Regions from separate parts of the Gossypium hirsutum genome. Here region 2 is linked to region 1. Evidence: chromatin contacts called from public Hi-C data. All regions are on one chromosome and are shown on one strand. The core of a region is the stretch at or near the end of the contact, and the rest is flanking DNA. Distances in the headings are between cores, read along the strand shown. Region 1 holds the start of LOC107892236. Region 2 holds the start of LOC107903709.

The links. A called contact is a pair of places that touch in the nucleus more often than the background predicts.
Region 2: a Hi-C map of leaf shows a contact between it and region 1, with 2.2 times the contacts expected there. The contact joins the promoter of LOC107903709 here to the promoter of LOC107892236 in region 1. A contact is called at or near these places in 3 of 34 Hi-C or Micro-C datasets (callus and leaf).

Annotation. Positions count from the first base shown.
Region 1 is chrD05:40,532,131-40,534,972 of Gossypium_hirsutum_v2.1, reverse strand. It overlaps LOC107892236, which reads left to right and starts at 1,401. Exons shown (of 9, transcript XM_016817257.2): 1 at 1,401-1,635; 2 at 2,357-2,708. The coding sequence starts at 2,386.
Region 2 is chrD05:40,683,487-40,686,328 of Gossypium_hirsutum_v2.1, reverse strand. LOC107903709 reads left to right here and starts at 1,381. Exons shown (of 6, transcript XM_016829855.2): 1 at 1,381-2,094.

The sequences.
Region 1 (2,842 bases), core at 152-2,651:
GCACAATAACTAAGTTCATCTTCAACTTAAATTTTTATTTTATTTTATGATGTGATAGTGACATGGATCATGTTAGCATCTATTGGCCGAGTTAATGGACACATCATCGATTCAATTAGAAATTAATGGTCAAAGTTAGTTAAAGTGTTGATTTGATTAATTTTATAAGTTTAGGGTTCAATTGTCCAAAAAATTGGGTTATTTTACTTAAATAACCTAAAAAAAAATTAATTACGTAAATGACTTTAATTAAAAACAATCACCTAAATAACCTGAAATGAACAATAAAATTGAGTTATGAGGACTAGATGGTCGACACTACTATTTTTTCTATTAAAAAAATAATTTTTAGGGTTTTGGACACTAGATGGTTGGCACCCATGTCTTTTTTTTCAAATTCTTTTTTAGGGTGCTGGCACACTGATGGCCGACACCCCTTTAACTGATTAAAAAAATATTTTGATGAGGTATCAGGTGCCGACCAACAAAGACCCAAACTCACCCAACAAAAGGGGATGAGAATATTGCAATATTAACTCCTCCTTATTTTCCCATCTTTTTTATTTCCGAAGTTTGCTTACATATTTTATATTTTAAAATAATATTAGACTCCTTATCATGTTTCTTAATTATTATTGCGTCACTCACATTATTATTAAATTTAAAAATTAATTTAAATTTAATATGCACAGTAAAATTAGATTTTTTTTATAAAATTAGAACCTCCTTTAATGATTTTCATCTATAAAAAAATTCTAATTTAATTGTGCATATTAAATTTAAATTAATTTTTAAACTTAATAATAATGTGAGTGATATAATAATAATTAACAAACATGACAAGGAGTCCAATATCATTTTAAAATATAAAATATGTAATCAAACTTAGGAAATAAAAAAGATGGGAAAACAAGGAGGAGTCAATGTTGCAATATTCCCATCCCCTTTTGTTGGGTGAGTTTAGGCCTTTGTTGGCCGGCACTTGACACCCCAAAAAAATAATTTTTTTAACCAGATAAAAGGGTGTCGTGCCGGCCACTAGTGTGCCAGTACCCAAAAAAACTTTTTTTTGAAAAAAATATATGGGTGCCGGCCATCTAGTGTCGAAAACCTCAAATTATTTTTTTAATAGAAAAAATAGTGGTGCCGACCATCTAAGTCCCCATAACCTAATTTTATTTTTCATTTCAGGTTATTTGGATGATTTTTTTTGAATTTGGGTCATTTACGTAATTAATTATTTTTTGGAGTTATTTTAGTAAAATAACCAAAAAATTGAAAAAGACTTAATTGAATTTTTTTGAAAATTTTCGAGGATCTACAATACCATTAAGCCAAATATTTAATACGCCGTCATCAGTGATCACAATAATTCAGCGTCGCGTAAAACAACTAAATTTGTTCCCACGTTTATTTTTGTGATTGTTAGGAAACGTGTCGTGTTTTTAAAGAATGTGTAAGTAGAAGGTAGAAACCTCTTAGCTCGGGTCTCATTTGCCTCCTCAGACTTGACTGACACAAAAATTTGACTCCCAAGACAAAATTGATTGGGTTTTTTTTCTTCTGGAAATTCCCAATTCCAGTAACAACGATTCCAATAAATCAGGATCCAAAGGGAAGAACACTCCAATAAAGGTAAACAGTACTGAAACTCTGCTTTTGTTTTTTGCACTCAAAACTACGATTACAAACCAAAAGCTTGTTCTAGCTTCAACCTGGAGTCTCTTGTTCGATCAAATTCTTAATATTCTTATTCGCAAACTGTACGAGCCTTAAAACCCATTTTTCTTTTCATAGTTATCGACTTTCCTCTCTTCCATTTTTAGTGTGATCTTAGCTTTATTTAATGTGCCCATTATTTCTATATTTATGTTTAGTCTTGTTGTTTAGTTTTCTTGTTCTACTTCCTCTGTATCTGCTTCCTTCTGTTGAACTTAGTTCTATGGGAAGAACCCATCTAAAGTAAGGATTTTGGCTCTAGATTTTTGTTTTTATTTTTTTAGTCCTTTAATAATCATTTTTTTTTCTGACTTTTTATTAAATGGTCTTCTAGCAATTAAATACTATAACCCCATTTATTCTCAAAAAATTACTCTTTTGGGAGCTTAATATAGTAACTTTGCTTTCCAGCTTCTAGTTTTTGATTGATTTTAAGAATTACCCTTCGGAATGTTAATAATAAATTATGAGTACCAATGGAACAAGTAGTAGCAATTTCTCGGTATGTTACTCCACCACTTTGTCTTTCTTAAAGTATTAGTGTTGATACCCGTGTTAGACACAAGCTTTGAAGGACCTTTCTGGGAGAAAGATTTAACATTACAGAGTAACATAGATTTCTTGAGTTTCTTAACAGGATCCCCTAAACATACTTGGCAGCCTAACATGACTGCCGATACCACGACCTTAAGCTACTGGTTGAACTGGAGGTTCTCATTCTGTGCATTGTTCATCCTAACCTCAATGGTTGTGGCAGCAATTATAATCTGGAAATTTGAAGGTCGGAAAAGATCGGAAAATCGAGAGGTAGAAAATAGGAAGGAATCTCCGGGGATCTTATATGAGGATGAAACTTGGAAAACATGTCTTGAAGGCATTCACCCTGCTTGGTTGCTGGGTTTCAGAGTGTTTGCTTTCTTAATGCTTTTGGCATTACTTATGGCCAATGCTGTCATTTCTGGAGGTGGCATATTTTACTTTTATACTCAGTAAGTGATATCTCTTAACCTTTCCTATTCTTGGTTATATTGAATGCAATTTTCTTGATTTAATGAACTTGAATGACTTTTCTTCATCTTGCTGAGGGTTCATTATATATTGTTTCTCTATGTTACTCTGACTC
Region 2 (2,842 bases), core at 132-2,631, 150 kb before region 1:
AGAGTCTCACACGAACCTTGAATGTAATCAAACTTTAGAGAAAGCCTAAAAATGATCTATAAAATCTTATATGATTTTAAAAGGTCTTAAAGATGAGAACTTGAATAATAAATTTGGTTCTTGAATAAAGTATTTATCCTGAAATGTAGTATTCCTTGCTCATGTTTAGGTATGAGCTCGGGTAAAGGGTGTTACAGTGTTTGATACTAAACCTAAAACTATGTATTTATATGACAAAATTCACATAAGGGAGAAAAGATAAAAGTGCCCTTGATGAATTAAAGCACTTTTTTCTATTAGTAGATTTGTATTGCAAACTTCTAGCCTATTTTTGGGCACATTTTTTTTTGTTAGCTTTGAGTCACGAATTAAGTCTGATTAGATCCTCTAGTTCCCTTCAAAATGATATATTATAAACTCAAATCAGAATTTTATAACTTAAGTTATAGTCAGAATACTAAAATAGTTATAGTCAGAATACTAAAATAGTATCAAGTTAAAAGTCTCAATAGAGAAACTTATCAAAATTAATATTTAAGTTTATTTTTCTCCAATTCTTTCACCTAATCCATTAAAAATCAAATCAAATAATTAATAAGTCAAATAACACAAACAAAAAACTATCACAAATAAATTAAAATATATGAAATCATGATTACAAAAACGCAAGCCCACGTAATTTTATAATAATAAGATGTTAATATATCAATCATCTGACACGCTGCTTTATCAAGAACTAAAACCTTTGAATAAGAAAACTTTCTTTAATTTTATTTGGAACTAACATTATTAGATCGTCAAAATTGAACAAATTTCAATAATGATGATCATACTGTACATAATTAGGCCCCCAATTGTTTGGAATAAATAACAGACGTAAGGCTTCAGCTTGATTAGATGTAAAACAGTGAAATCATTATATGCCCACTTGTCCCAAATCAAAATCAGTCCACCAATTCAATACAACTACAGTTGAATAAGGACAGGTGTTATCATAGCAGACTTGATGGGGTTTTAAATTTCCAAATCACACAATCACTTAATTATTAAAATTATAAAATAGTTTGATAATTTTAATAATTTATGTTAAAACCACAAATGATAATAAATTTAATTTTTAATTTTTATATATTATATGAATTTAATCATAATTTTAAAAAATAACCCTAAAAGTTTACAAATAATATCAATTTAATCTTAACTCTAAAAAATTTAAAAAAATACATAAAAATCATTTTAAAAATATAATAATAAATTTAAATTTTATATTAATATTAAATAAAACAAGAATCCCCATCCCCATCCCTCTCCTTCTCTTCCTCTCCCACCGGAACTCCCATATTTTAAACAATCCAAAATGCCTCTGCTGTTCTCTGTATCTCTAGTTTCCTTTACCCATTTTTTTTCTCTTCTTTGTTTCTTCTAAATAAACACAAAATAAAAATTAAAAGAATCTTCCAAAAATTTATTTCAATTTAATTTTTGAGAGACAAAATAAAAAAAAAGCAACAATTTTCATCCCTTGAATGGGGTGGTGAGGGAGTGAGTAGGATGGTGGGAAAGAAAAGAATAATTAAAATGATCCAACTATCTAAATTTGGATGTCTAAATTGAATTTTTTTAGTTTAAATATAAAATAAAAACTTTTTACAATTGGACAAATGTACCCATTTATATTTGTTGAAAAGGAAAAAGGAAAGGTGGACACGCGGTGAAGTCTAAAACCCCAAGATATTATTACATTTATACAGAAGTAGAGATTATCCAAATAAAAATGGAACCCCGTTAAAAAGGAAGGTCTCAAATTAATAAATTAAGATCACCGTCCAGAATTTAGACGTGTTTTACAGGAATCTTCCGTTTCTGGGGGTTGAATGGTTGAAGACTTTCTTATTTTCTGAAGACCAAGCTCGTTGCCGCCTTTAAATTAATTGCGTGTTTCATGTGCTTCAACTGTTTTGTCGCTTAACTTCTATAATTCTAAAGCAAAAGCAAAAAGTTTTCTACTCACAATTTCCTATTGCCTAAACTACTGATTTTTTTTTCACGTGGAATCTCAACTGGAATGAATATTCTTGTCGCCAGATTCACATTGTAAGTTGAACCCATTTTTCTCTCTTTTTTTTAATTAATTTTTCATTGCCAGTGTTGTTAGATTTCTGCTCGGATGTTCATGCGTTTCTGTTTCTGGGGTTTCTAGTCTACGCCTTTATCTTTTGATCATAACATTTTAGGTTGGCCTGGGAATTTGGATTTCAGATTTTAAAATGGTGCAAATTCGATGATAAAAACTTATAATAAATATAATTTGTCGATTTTTTGGAGTGGTGAATTTGAAATACGTGTAGATAATTATGATCTTGAATTTCATATTTTCATAGTTTATATAACAAATGAAATTTGAATTCAAATATTCTATTTCTTGTTTCAAAACATACTATTTGATGGATTGCGGTTCCAGTTGATCTTGGATTTTGCTGAGAACCATTTACTGCTAAGAAGTTGTCATAGTTTCATTTATGCATAAATCTTTTATGTGGCTTTTTTTTTTAGGAGATTAGCTTTATTTGATTAATTGTTTCGAGGGTTTGTATTTGGGGATTATTGTTGGTTGAATTTGATTGCAGGAGTCTTTCCAAGGTTTCCTTGTTATACTTTCTTTGAGAGGTGTACTTTCAGTTAACCAGCTGATGAAAAGCTATATTGCCATGACTCTTATTTTTTACTAAACCATGTTTATCACCCGAATTTGGCGCATATTTAGACAGTGGTAGAGTGTATAGAGCCTCATAAGATCTTCTAAATACATGAAAATCTTGGAAAAATATTGAACATATTTGTA